2 separate regions of the Mus musculus genome follow, and region 1 is linked to region 2. Evidence: chromatin contacts called from public HiChIP or PLAC-seq data. All regions are on one chromosome and are shown on one strand. The core of a region is the stretch at or near the end of the contact, and the rest is flanking DNA. Distances in the headings are between cores, read along the strand shown. Region 1 overlaps Itpr2 (inositol 1,4,5-triphosphate receptor 2). Region 2 overlaps Bhlhe41 (basic helix-loop-helix family, member e41).

Region 1 (6,846 bases), core at 3,459-5,958, 530 kb before region 2:
ATAAACTAGTCTTTGCTGACCACTCTCCACAGTGTCTGAATGTAGACCAGTGAGGTCTTAGGATTTGCATTTTTGAAAAAAGTTTCTGGCTATGCCAATGGCTTAGGAAGTGAAGCTGTGTGCTCCAAAGCAGCCTGAATCGAGGGATTATTTCTTATTCCAGATGGATCCCTAGACAGTTGCTAGTCTAAGACACTTAGTGTCCATATCACAGATGGATCTGTTGAATATGTCAATATGCAAATGGTTTTAATTGACAGTGTGTGTGTGTGTGTGTGTGTGTGTTTGTGTGTGTGTGTGTTTGTGTGTGTGTGTGTGTGTGTTTGTGTGTGTGTGTGTGTGTGTGTTTGTGTGTGTTTGTGTGTGTGTGTGTGTGTGTGTGTGTGTGCAGGTCAGAGCACAGCTTTGTGGAGTTGGTCTTTGCCTTCCATCTTCATGTGCATCCTGGAGATTGGACTCAGGTCCCCATCACTGGGTGGCAAGCACCTCTGCCCTCTGACCCATCTCGCCAGAGCTACATGTTTTTATATCACTTGCTTTCAGGAACTCCTACGTGCGGTTAAGGCACTTGTGCACCAACACCTGGGTAACAAGCACCACCATCCCCATAGACACAGAGGAAGAGAGGCCTGTCATGTTGAAAGTAAGTGTGGCTGGGGGTTCAGAGAACTCAGGGAGGCTGAAAGTTCATCCGGTCTCTGACTCGAGGGGCTGCAGCAGGGCTGTGGTTCAGGAGGGAGAGGTACAGATATCAGGAAAGGTACAAGAGGATTCCAGGCACGTCTTCTCTACTTGGAAGTATTTGAGGCAGAGGGAGGGCATGTGAAAGAGACACTCTTCCGGTGCAGGAAATGGGCGTGGTGAGCCATCTCGTCCCTGATGCCTTTCCTTGAGGATGCTGTGTTCAGGAGTTAGCATTTCTCTGCTTATCCATCCCCACCCAATGCGTCTTGGTACTGAGGAGCTCGGTCTCCAGACCTTGCAGTTTAATGGAAACACACGTTGCAGATTGGGACCTGCCAGACCAAGGAAGACAAAGAAGCCTTTGCCATTGTGTGCGTCCCGCTGTCTGAGGTCCGTGACTTGGACTTTGCCAACGATGCCAACAAAGTGCTGGCCACCACGGTGAAGAAGCTGGAGAATGGCAGCATCACACAGAACGAGAGGAGGTGAGAGGCTTTCAAATGTGACTCCGAGTCATTAGGTGTCAACTGTTGACCTGAGTTTGGGAATAAAAGCCTGTGGTCTCAGCAGGGAGGTAGAAGCTGGAGGGCCAGGAGTTCGAGGTTATCTTTGGCTACATAGCAAGTTCAAGGCCAGCCTGGGCTACACGAGACCTTGTCCTTCAAAACTAATGAAAAAAAATCACCTAAAGCCCCATATAAACAAACAAACACCACCACCACCACCGCTGCCACCCCCCTCCCCCAACATGGGCAATTAGTTCTTACAGTAAACCAGATGACTCTAACAGAACATTTAGAATATTCTCCATAGTAGCAGCCTTACATTTGATGATGCTCAGTAGTGAAGAATTCTTGCCAGCAGAGACACCTGATGGCTCACAACAACCTGTAATTCTAGGTCTGTGGGACCTGGCGCCCTCCTCTGGCCGTCACATGCACATACATACACATATACAGAAACACACACATAAATAAAAATTAAAAACAAAACAAAACAAAAACTGGAACCTAAAACTGTCTGATGGTATACTTACTTTTTCCATTTTATCTTGGCTTGAAAATAAACGGTTTAAATTTCTCTCTGTTCTTATTTTGAAAGCTTTTAGGGATCACATGACATACTTGAATATGTTTGGATTTTGAGTTTTGTGTTGTCATTTTTACATATTACATATTTTCATATGCTCTCTGCCTGAGCCACTCACCCAGAGAAACTGGGTTCTTGATTCCTAACTTACTTATTTTTAAAGGTGTGAGAAAAAGAATAATGGCTGCTAGAAATCTGAAAACCAAACCCAAGCCTTCATGTAGTGAAGCTTCAATAGCGATTCCCATTTTGGCCAAATGAAATGGAGATTAAACTCTATCTGGGTAAAATCACATAAATAGTGAGTGGGGGGTCCAGTCACATGATTGACAGTTGGAGTTTCCCATGGCCTCACGGTATAGACTCCTCCCTCTTCTTCTCTTTGTGATATGCTGCAGACTTTGAATCTGAACAGTTAAGGAGGTATTTGCTGAGTCTCTGGCATGCACACCAGAGCTCCCACCTACAGCCACTGAGATGATTGGCTCCTTGCTAAACAGCCCAGCCAGGGATGGTAAAGTCAGAGAAACAGATGCTTGGCTCACTGGTTCACCCCTCAGTTGGACATTCTTGAACATTTGTCCAAAATAAGCCCAGAACACAAGGGCAAAAATGTCCAGCCTTGTTCTAAACAAACCCAAACTGAAGGCTATCCATGTTTATCATAGTTGAAGAATAAAACAGTACTATGCTCATAGAGTGGAGTACCACACAGCCAGAAACACGAATGAACTATATGTATGTGTGATGGCATGGGTGAACCTAACAAGCACTGGGTTGGGTGGGGAGGAAACAGGATGGATGAGTGCCATAACACTGAGTGTTCTGTTACTAAATGCATACATTCTAGATACATTGTATCATATACCCTAGACACATACCATACAATTCACCTCTTACTTAAACATTGTTGCTATGCTGGCAAGCAGTCAAATGGGACTCAGCTTCCTGTCTGTTCTTACCATCCTTGTGGAACCTTCATTTGACACCTGTCTTTATGCCCACCCTGTGGTGGCCAGTAAAGCAAGGCCTGAAGCAGAAACTGGCCACTCTTATAGCTACAGAAGACTGAAGGGCAGAGCCAGCTTAGAGCAGACATGGATCTCACTGTGCAGATGGGAATGTCTCGATGAATTGTTTCTGCCTGTCTCCCACGTTCACAGGAAGTTTCCATGCTTCTCTGAGACTTTTGGTAAAGTGAGGTATCTACCGAGTGAAGAGTCCCATTCATGGTTTTCAGCCCTTCCGGGTACCTCCTCCAACAGGCCATTTTTCTCCAGTTCCTGTCAGGGGGAACCCAGCTCCTCCAGATCGGCCTCAGGACTGAGGACCAGAGTGTCCCCGGATCACACCTTTTTACTCCCCCCAACCCCTGCCTGTCCTTCTGCTGCTTCAGTGAGAAACGACAGCTAAGCCTTTGCACCTGAGAAAGGGGAGGTTGCATTTTCTGATGATGTCACTCCTCATCCAGATGCAGTCCATGCTTGCCAGTCAGAGCAGTGAACCGGCTCTTAGTCCCTCAACTTTAGAATTCAATAGAAAATTCATTCTGCGAATAACTGACAACTCTGACTTTTCCCCCTACGGAGACTGCAGTTATTATTAGCTATTCTTTTTATTTGAAAAACACTGCAGGCCTGCCTCCAGGAGTCCGTGTGGTTGGATCTCTCTCTTCCCTTTAGTCACCCCAGGAAGTGACTCCATGGGTGCAGCTCCTGTGTCAGGCTTCATCTTCCTCAGCCTTATATATTTTCATTTGAATTTCCTAGTTGTATCATGCGTGACTGTGCCAAGAAAACAGAGTTTTAGGAGGGCATCACGGGGAGGGAGGGAACATGGGGTGTCAACTGCTGTGTGAGCCTGAGAAGGCACACACGTCTTGCAGTCTCTGAGGGACCTGCTTTGTCCATGGAGGGTCCTCTGTTACAGCTCCTCAGAGATGCAGCTAATTCAGTGAGACCTAGTGCTTACTCAATATGTGCCAGGCACTGGCCATGCAGTGTGTGCTCTGGGGCGCTGCATAGGTAAAAGCTGTTGTGCCTACCTCTTCATGCAGCTAGGCCTACTTCCTTATGCAGCTAGGGACCTGGAACATGGCTAAGTCACAGAGTGTTTATCCAGTCAGCCAGAGACCATGCTAGACTTGCTTCCAAATCCAGTACCTTAAGAAGAGCACCATGTCTTTATGCAATGAACAGAGCTGAGTGGTGGTTCTTATAAACACACCATGTAAACTATGATGTGTCCCTCCCTCCTCCCCTCCCTCCCTCTGTTCCTCTTCCCTCCTTGGGCGCCCATCCTTCCCTCCCTCCTTTCTCCCTCTCCCTCCCTCTTTCCCTCTTCCCTTTTGGTCCCCCCTCTCCTCCTCTCTTTTTTCTTCCTCCTCTTCCCTCCCATAGTGCCAGGGAGTCCTTGAATTCTGTGTACTCAATAGTGACCTTGGCCTCTTTAATTTCCTCTTCTCTTTATAATCTGCTTTTTAAAATCTAGGTACGCTGTTATCTGTGTCCCTTTGGTATTGCCTTATAATTGCATGTGGGTAATTTTCTGTATACTTTTATTGCTCAGATTTCTGCTGGTTCTTGGCCTCACCCATCCACCCTTCATTCACATCTGCCATTTTAAATTATGTTCTCTTGCGGTAATTGCTTTATCTGCTGAGGACTGACAACACACTCATTTAAATGTCACTTAGAATGGCTTTGTTACTTGGGTTTTACTAGCAATGAATCAACCTTCTGAGTTTTAGCTTGATGGCTGTCTTTTCTAATGTCAGTTTTCTCTGTGTTTTGTGATTTAATTATGCATGCTTCCTTTAGGTGGAACAATATTGCCTTTTCTTTCAGAGCTCATTCATTTTTCTATCTGCTGTGGCACAGCCAACGCCTGCCCCCTCTCTCTACCAGGCCACACCGAGGTGTGATGTTGCCTCTCCTCTGGTAAGGGGAGGCATGTGAGTCATGTGATCACAGGCAGGGAGGCTCCCTCTGTGTGCTTCCTGTCCCTTCAGTGCCTGCCTAGCTGCAGCTCACGCAGGGCTCTGAATTTCTGAGGTCCTGCAAGGGGGCCTCTGTTTGTGTCCTCACAGTTTTCGAGAGACAGGCTTTCTCTGTGTAGCCTGGGTGTCCAGGAACTCTCTCTTGCTCTGTAGACCAGGCTGGCCTAGAACTCAGAGCTCCCCCTGCCTCTGCCCCTGCCTCTGCCTCCTGAGTGCTGGATTAAAGGCGTTCGCCATTTGCTGCTCCGGGCTTTTACTTTGTTCTTGACCCATGTGGTCTTTTTTATTTTCAGGCGTGCGTCTTTTAAAATACATAATATATATTTTATCTAACTTTGCTAAATCTGACAGGAAGTCTGTTGAATGGCTTTTCTCAGGAGTATGTGAACAGACAGCTACTCATCTCTGATAGGGAACCGATATCAGACCTAAATAACGATTCCAGCCAGGTCTCACTTATCATAAATATACACATATAAGTATATTTTTATATATTATGTATATATAAAACACATACATATATTCTATATACAATATATACACATATATGTATAAAATATATAATATAGAAAACATTAATAATGTAATATTTATAAATAAGATTTTATAGAATAATATATAAAATAATGCTCTTCCAATTGTCCCATTAACTATTACCTATTTTAGAAATAATCAAGAGTCATGACAAAGTTGAGCCTTTCATGTCTAAACACCAGTTCCAGTTCTGTCCAGCAAGAGCCAAGATTTATGTTCAAGCTGAATGTACACTGAGCAGAGAGACACTTGGCTCCAGGCTCTCTCCAACCTGCTATGTCGTGTGTGTCAGAGGGTGACATCGCCTGGTGTCTGTCAGAGGGTTGTTTTAAGAACAGTGTTTGGAAGACATTAACTCACAATTATATTCTCTCCCCAGCCCACTGGTCCTTAAGACTCACAGGATTTTATTTAATAACTGTTTAAAAATAATTGATAGAGTTTGAATTGGAGTAGAGGGTGGTGGGAAATACTGTGAAAGTTCAGGCAAGTAGCAATTGCATTCGACATTATATTTTATTGATTAAATATGTTTTAAAAGGGTTTAGTTTTCTTAGTCTTTTTGTTCTTAGACTTAATCTTTAATGGTCTAAAATTATCACAATCTTTTTGTGTGTGTGTGTGTGTGATAGGTTTGTGACTAAGTTGTTGGAAGACCTCATTTTCTTTGTGGCTGATGTGACCAACAATGGGCAGGACGTTCTGGATGTGGTCATCACCAAGCCAAACCGGGAACGGCAGAAACTAATGAGGGAACAGAATATACTGGCACAGGTGAGTTGCTTAAGGAGCCAAACTTGCATATGTTATGTTTTGAGTTGCAGCATCGGTGAACTCTTTGTATCAGTCATGCCTTGCTGCATAACAAACGACACATATACACTTATTTCAGCTCCTGTGAGTTTTAAGTGTGAGAGTTGCTTCTGTGGGGTGGTGCTTGCTCCGAGGCATTCTCAGAGGGACTGTCAAGGTGCTAAGTGGGTGACTGTCATCTCAAGGGTGGACTGGGAGGAGATCTACTTCCCAGATTGCTCATAGAGTTTAGTACAACTTTGTCTCCAGACAAGGCACTGCCTGCCTCCCTGTGAACGTTAGTGTTAGCTGTGGCTTGACAGATGCTGGGGAGATGGATTGCTGAACCTGCCTATAGGTTAATTGATGTTGGAAGACTCATTTTTAACTCTAGGCTGTTGCCTTCCCTCAGCTCCCACCCCTGGGTGGAGATCTGGGACTGTAAAGTGGAGAAAGAGCTAAGCACAGCATTGCTGTTCTGATCTTGGCTGTGCACACAGTGAAAGCTGCCTCAAGCTCCTGCTGTGCCTTCCTCACTGTGATGAGCTTTGGTCTCCAAAGGAAGGTGATTCCCCTTAAGGGCGAGGGATCCAGAGAGTGGGGAGAGACCCAGGCTCAGCTAGGGAGTCTTTAAGACATTATAGCAGACACCATCACATCCATCAGTTCTGTGCGATTGGCTGAAAGCAATTTTATAATCACTGTCAGAGAGAATTCTGGGAGTTAGGGACCATTAAGGGGCCAGCCTT
Region 2 (7,187 bases), core at 1,956-4,455:
TTTTCATGAGTGAATTTGGTGGAGAATTGAGAGAAAAATCTCATTTTCTAGGGACGGGGGATTGCACTGCAAATGTGCTAGTCTCAGAGTTCCGTGTCTGCCTTAAAATCATATTTCTGGTACGATTGGAACAAACTCTAAACAAATACAAAACTGTACTTTAAAAAGAGTTGGTATTTTAAAACTCTGAGTCTTGAGACACTCCCGTAAACAGCAGACGCTTCTAAGTTAATGTATTATTTTTCTTTTCTTTTCTTTGGAAAAAAATAGTGGAACGCACACTAAAGTTTATTGTATCTATCCTGTGGGATGTTCTAGGAGCTACCCTATGCATATGCAATGTTTCTAACGATCTAGGGATGGGAGCATCAATGTAACACGATGTGTTTTTGTGTGTGCAGTGTTTGCACTTGGGCCGGCCCATCCGGAGCAGTTGTGTCAGATGATTTATACTGAGTCGGTTTCACAATGAAGCGCTGGCTGGCCTGGAACTCCTCTATCGACCACATGCCTCTCTCTCTCCTGAGTGTTGAGATGAGAGGCGCCACCACACCTGGCTACATCTGTTTTTTCAGGGTTTCAGCCTTTCCCTAGCCAGTCTGCTAACTGTCACTTCTCAGTGGTCAGAGAGAGGCCTCCAACACATACCTGGTTTGGTGCCTGTTTACTGTGGGCACGGACAGAACCACACCCATTTTCACACGTGTCTAAAATGGGAGAAAATAGGTTCAGACAGAGGCCCCAAAGGCCCTGCTGTAAGCAAATCATGTATGCTTACATTCTCAGGGATGGTTTCTTCCACAAGCTATCTCTATTTTCTAAAACTTCTAGATTCTCAGCAGAGTTCCCCATCAGATTATTTGATATCTACAAGTGCTTTCCATTATTATGTAAAAATAAAAGCCGGGTGCTAATGGTTTCGGAGGATAGCAGTAAGAATAACATTCTCTTGAACTAAGACATTGGCTGGTTGCTTCTTTCTTTCAGGTCAGTGAGACCAGGGTGTTAGTGTTAAAGACTGGTGGAGCATTTCCATTCATGGGTGATCCTGGACCCTTTTTCTGGGTTGTAACACCTACCTGATGGGTACAGGTCCAGCAAGAACATTCTGGAAGCTGTCTGGGTGGGTTGCACTCGTGTATTCAGACACACCCATGGCAGAGGCTCTATGAAGGAGCTTCAGATCCACTGCACATAATCTTTTTCCTTTTGAGCCTATAGGTTCAAGCCAGTATGTGAAGGTGACCATGCATATATTTTGCTTTTACAGAAGAGGCTGTGGAAAGTGCGGGATTATGAAATATTAAACCTTGGGACCTCAGTGTCATAGGGGTTATAGAATGATACTAAAATGACACAGTGACGTGACATAAGAGGTGACTGCAGTGGCCTGTGAGATGCTCAGACTCTCTGGTCAGCAGCGTTTGCTGACCTCTGTGTGAGTGGGGCAGGCTTCGAGGAGTAGCTGGGGTTTTGCAGAGTGGATAAGAGTTCATGAAAAGACTTCTGGACCAGCCTGTCTCAAGCTACGCTTTCAGTTTCATGAGTAATATTAAACTTGAGGTCAGAGCGAGGATTTCCTAATTTCTCTTGTCTCTTGAGACCTTTGACTGCCCTGCTGGCTCTTAGCCTTGCCATCTCCTGTGGGAATGGACCCTAGACTGGAGCGGTCCTGACCCTTCCCACTGCAATGGGAGATGCAGTTGTATTGTTGTGTAATGATATTGTGGTAGAGAAGGGAGACTGCACCTCACCGTCCGGTCTGCCCTGCCTCCTGTGGGCATGTGTTCCAAGCAGACACAGCACAAACAAGCATACCCCATGGTGACTTCTGTCTCTTCTGTGAAGGTGACCAGTTCTCACTCAGTGACAGAAGAGAAGACAGGCATTCTAAGGACTACTTTTTCAAAAAAAAAAAAAAAAAAAAAAAAAAAACCAACCCATGAGATGGAACTCTTAAGAAATCAGTTCTGAAGTCCTTAACAGTCCTCCATTCTCTTGCCCCCTCACTTTGGAGGCACCCAGAAATGTGCGCCTGAGGGTTTTCGAATTTACACATGATCTGGCTCCTGTTTGTCCCCCTCTGCCCCTGCGGCCCTCACTCTGCTAAAGAGCTTTCTGACTAAAGGGATCCGGAACTAAACAATTTAGAACTGGGGAAAGGATTTGAGCCCGTGGGAAAGATAAGAAAGACTTGACTTTTTGTTTTCTCGCTGTGTGTGTGTGTGTGTGTGTGTGTGTGTGTGTATGCGCGCGTGTACGCAGTGCCCCCAGAGGGCCAGAAAAGGGCACTGGATCCCCTGGAGCTGGAGTTATGGGTGGTTGTGAGCCACCCAGCCTGAGGGTTGGGAACTGAACCCCGAGTTAAGAGCACATATACCATTTGTATACCGTTGTGTGGCTGCTTGTTTTTTTGATGTTTGTTATCTTGTTATTCTAATGTAGGCTGGATTCAAACTCCCATAAGACTAAAACTGCTGAACTACTTGGCTAAAATGTTAAACATGCCTACTCCTGTTACATACATCCCATCAGCATAATATGTCTGTCTGTCTGTCTGTCTTTGAGGTGATGAGGATTGAGCTCTGAGCCTGAGTTACCCTAGGCAAGCACTGGTCACTTACCAGCCCCCTGCAGTTTTTATATAGGGTATTTTGGGTGAACTTTAGCTGGGGTTTGATTTCCAGGCCCTTTCCATTCCAGGCCGATTTCCTTAGGAACAGACGTGGTCCTCATGCAGTCCCGTGGTAAAAATCTACCTCCCCGTGTGGCTACCCAGTGCCTCACAGGGCCCAACAGTAGTAGCTCTGCCTGAACCCCCCTCTCAGAGGCCTGAGTTGCTCTGTGCATCAGAAACCCTCCGAAACCAAGGCGTTACCCAGACTCCAGATACAATAGGATAACTAGGGGGTGGAGGTGGAGGTGGAGGTGGAGGTGAGGGGCAGGGCTCCATTTTCATGCCTGAACCATCTGGAGCAATACTATAAAGCAGCTGTGTAAACTTCACGTGACCTGACAGAGACACCTAATTGTATGAGCTCACACCCGTAGGTTCTCTGCAGACACACTGAGTGTAATACCACACTGCTGAGCGCTGGGTTTGCTCATTCATTGGAAAGCTGGTCAGAAAGAGCACAATGGTCTCAGCCTTTGGAGCAGCAAGGAGCTTGTCTGGGCAGGGAGACGCCTTCTCAGGTTGCCTAGCGACAAGGCTGGAGATGATGTCATCCCCCCCCCCCCAGTCCCCCACCCCGGATTCACAGTACAGCGGGCTCTGTGGGCCTTGAAAGGTCGCGTGCTTTCACACGTGTCACTGCGCACGCTGAGCCGCACGTGAGATGGGGGCGGGGCGGGGCCCAGTGCGCTTGCGCGGGCCTTTGAGACTCAGGCTTCTGCAGCTGATGACGCTGCAGTTTTTCAGCCTTCCTGGCTGGCGGAACCTGGAGTAAATCCTGCAGCCTGGGCATCCCTTGAACCGGGCCTCACGTGCAGATTAGTAAGGCAGATTCCTCCTAATGAGGGAGTTGGGGGGTATAATTAGTGCATTTTGACTGATGGGTAAATAAACTCGGGCTAAAGGAGGGGTTATTTTGTTTTGTTTAAATTATAGAGTTATTTAACAATCCCTCCAAGAAAAATTGTCTGCTCTCAGACTTTGGCCTTTTGAAGTGACCATATTCTTTGGTTGTATAACATTTCCTGCAACACATTTATAAATGCTCCAAAATGAATGAATTGGAGGTGTTGGGGGGAGGGTTAATGCATTTTATATAACCCTCCCCAGGATGCTGCAAAGCTATTTTAACATCATCACCCCCTTGCAAATTAGGATTCAGTCATGTGATGGGAAATGATCTCAGGTAATAGTGCTATCTGGACAAGTCAGGTACTGCTGTAGTCTGAAGGACACAAGATTGCCACCCTAGAGACAGACATTAACAAAGCAGGGGGCTTGGAGTTTGCTTTTAATGATCTATATGCATGATTTTCTGTAGTTGAATTTGAAAACCCCCCACCCCTCTTAAGCTGCTGGCCTAAAATGGTTAACATGAAGTAGTAAAACCACAGAGGCTTTCTAACCTTGAGTCAGCGAACATGTTTAATTCCGGTGTCAGACACAGTCCTGACCCATACAAACCTGATCCCTCCTGGTGTTGACAGCTGAGTCCCTCAGGTTTCCTGGCTTTGCCAATCAATTGCTATTTTTGCCAGTTAGTAGCCATGCCCTCTGTCTGCCTGCGATTTTTTTTTAACCTGACTCTTATGAAGACGACAAGCCGATGGTGCAGTCTGTCTAGCTACTCCATCCATGCTCTGGCCCTGGCTGCCTTGTCTCCCCTCTGTCCTGCCTGTGCCTGAGGACATCTCCTGCCCACAGAGTCTCCACTTGCCAGTTCTTTGGCCTGCCACACACACCTCTGCCCTCTCTCACCAAAGCACATACATTTAACATCTTCCCTGCCTTCTGTTTTTATTCAAATGCCACTCTGCCTGGACCTTTCTTAAGCTGCAGCAGACAAGTAAACCAGCCGAGCCGGGACTTAAGCTTGCTTTTCTTCCTAGCCTGGATCACCTTGAACACGGCCTGTGCTCCCCAGGGTGTAACTGTCTTTTATAAGTATGTATTGATCCCCATTCATAGTGTGTGGTGGATGAATGAATGAACAGGCAACCATTTCAGTCAGATTGCCTCCAGAAACAACAGCACTAAACTCAAAACTCATTCAGTATGAGGGATTAATTTCCCCTGCACTACCCTTTGCTTCCTTTTCTATGTGAAGCCATCAGCCTGCCGTGTTGCTCAATAATAAAGATGCGGGGAGGTCAAGAAGTTAGGGAAGGAGACAGAAGCCGCCAGCATTCATACCTGCAAATGAAAGAGACAGTGTGATAAAGAAGGTGAGAGGTTTCCTATAACTTTGGGTGTGCATTAAAGCATTAAGAAACTTCATATAGGTCCTTTGGATTTAGCTCAGTGGTAAAGCACTGGCCTTGTGTCCTGAAATGCAAGGTATCCTAGGTTTAATCCCCAGCGCCTCAACTAAACATGGACAAGACGTAAAGTCACTTAGGCAAACAGCTCTTGGATACCAGAGGCAAGAGTGTTGTTGCAAGTTTGAGGTCAGCCTAAGCTACACAGAGTTCCCTGCTGGAGAGGGTTACAGAGTTAGGCCCTGTCTCAAAAAGAAGGGCAGGGTAGAGTTGGGGGATAAAGGATCTGGCCGGAAGGAAGAAAGAAGAAAACCTTCACACACAGCAACAGGATGTTTTGTGCTTAGTGCGTGTTCGTGCACCTGGGGAGGTCAGAGGACAGTTACGGGACTCAGTTCCTCTCCCATGTGGGTCCAGGAACAGACTCGGGTGCGCAGACTTGGTGGCAACCTCCCCAAGCCCCAACATGCACAACCAACATCTGTTCACCCTTGTCCAAGCGATGTTTATGTGAAAACTCACCGAAAACTTAACGAAATTCTATAAAGTTGAAACTGAAAGAAGTTTCTCTGCCCTGCTTACCTCTGAGGATACCTGTCATATTTAAGCAGAGGACAGGGTCCCTGAAAAGCTGTACCTCACTGCTCATGTGGACCCTGATCCCTTATGGATTAGAGGGACCTGGATGTGACCTCTGGGGACATGCACAGCTGTAGCCGCTCTGATTGGCTGGCCAGGGGTTGCAACTTTTGCCCTCATTTATTGGTGGATCTCAGAACCTGCCACAAGGCCTGGCACTTGGCAGGTACTTAATGGAGGACTGTTGACAGCCAAACACTCCCTGATCCCACAACCACTGTCCTTCAAACCCTTGTCATCCCTCTCCTAGACTGTCTCAAGACTCTCCTGTGTCTTTTACCCAGTCCTGTCAACCCACTACAACCAGCATCACTAAATTCCAAAGAGAAGGGACTCCCTAGGGTATGAGGTCTTCCAGGTGTGTCTAACCTTTGACCTTGCAACACTGATGTCTACAGAGTTAGTGGTCACAAACTGCACAATCAAGCCGTTTCTGAAAAATTGCCCAAAGCCCCTATAGTTCTGTGTGAAACTTTACTCTCAGATTGCCTAGGATTTGTGGGCCACTGGCCCTTAGTTCGACAAGCAGACTGGGTCCTAATCCATTTCGTTCTCTCTCCTCTTTCTCCAGCTGAAAGATGGGTGTACTTGATGCCCAAGTCACATGTCGATAGCACTTGTCCCTCAAGCTTTGAATTTTGTCATTGATAGAATAATTTCCACTCAGAGGCCTCCCACTCATGCTACAAGACTCGGCAGAAACCGCACCTCATCTGTGCACGCTTGCATAACTGTCTCAGTCAAAACCCCAACACACTGTCTGCTTTGTGCTTAGCCCTTACTTTTAAATCCCCATCTTAGTGATTAACATCTTGTTGCAGGTCCCGGTGTGTAGAAGGAGTGAACCATATTATCGTCTGCCATTCTGCCTTAACTTATAACTTAAAGCCATATCCCAAGGACTGGTAGGAAGTTTCTCTGTGGCTTCTCTTCCCCATTCTGCTCCTATGGGATTCTCACACAGACCTGGGGTCTGAGAATGAAAGAACCCAGACCGCTTCAGGGGCTGGTGAAATAGTGCTACTCTTATCAGTAGACCCCAGTTCTGTTCCCAGCACCTATGTGGGACAGCACACAGGAGCCTATAACTTCAGCTCCACATGCCCTCTTTTGGCCCCCATGAGTAAGCATGGACACATCACACACCTCTCCCTACATGCAAGCATACACATTATTTTTTGGATAATTTTTAAAAGTCTTCCTTCTCAGATGACCCAGGCAATGTCTTGTAGGTGGCCACTTCAGCTGCTGCACATGCCAGCAGCTCTGGCTCCTCACTGCCAACGCTGGCTACCTGCTTTTCAGCTGGGGCTTTGCAACTATAGACGTCTGCTCACCTGTGACTCAAAGCCATGTTGCTTCTGCCTTTTCCTTCCCTGGAATGACCTCTGACTTTAGAGAGTCTCAGCTCGTGTAAGTGAGTAATGTTGACCTAGAAAATGTCAAGAACAGCAGCCCAGCGTCTCAAGCGATGGCAGCTCAGGTGCTGTTTCAGCTGGTGCCGGGAGACCGTGTACTTTTCCCTGGGCCAAACTGAAATTTAGATCATGTGTGCGCCTACTTCTGCGGTTGTCACCAACCGTTTCAACCAACTTGAGAACCTGCCTCACAGACGA

What was found. HiChIP or PLAC-seq counts read pairs in DNA pulled down with a chosen protein or histone mark.
Region 1: an H3K4me3 HiChIP or PLAC-seq map of embryonic midbrain shows a contact between it and region 2, with 4 times the contacts expected there. The contact joins two enhancer-like sites. A contact is called at or near these places in 4 of 39 promoter capture datasets (the HPC-7 cell line, hematopoietic stem and progenitor cells and liver), 10 of 115 datasets of contacts at active chromatin or transcription factors (the 230-238 cell line, craniofacial prominence, embryonic basal ganglia and 6 more) and 1 of 9 other capture datasets (embryonic trunk).

The regions. Positions count from the first base shown.
Region 1 is chr6:146,385,108-146,391,953 of GRCm38.p6, reverse strand. It overlaps Itpr2 (inositol 1,4,5-triphosphate receptor 2), which reads left to right. Exons shown (of 57, transcript NM_019923.4): 12 at 544-643; 13 at 1,009-1,169; 14 at 5,938-6,079. Among named protein-coding and RNA genes, the nearest start is that of Itpr2, 110 kb to the left of the region's middle. Within about 2 kb of position 4,708, at least 25 of the 459 cell types and tissues checked have an H3K27ac peak or open chromatin away from gene starts, as enhancers often do. A contact at or near this core is called in embryonic basal ganglia, where this site is marked.
Region 2 is chr6:145,852,014-145,859,200 of GRCm38.p6, reverse strand. Bhlhe41 (basic helix-loop-helix family, member e41) reads left to right here. Exons shown (of 5, transcript NM_024469.2): 5 at 1-958. Among named protein-coding and RNA genes, the nearest start is that of Bhlhe41, 9.8 kb to the left of the region's middle. RefSeq lists an enhancer at 2,155-4,155. Within about 2 kb of position 3,205, at least 277 of the 459 cell types and tissues checked have an H3K27ac peak or open chromatin away from gene starts, as enhancers often do. A contact at or near this core is called in embryonic basal ganglia, where this site is marked.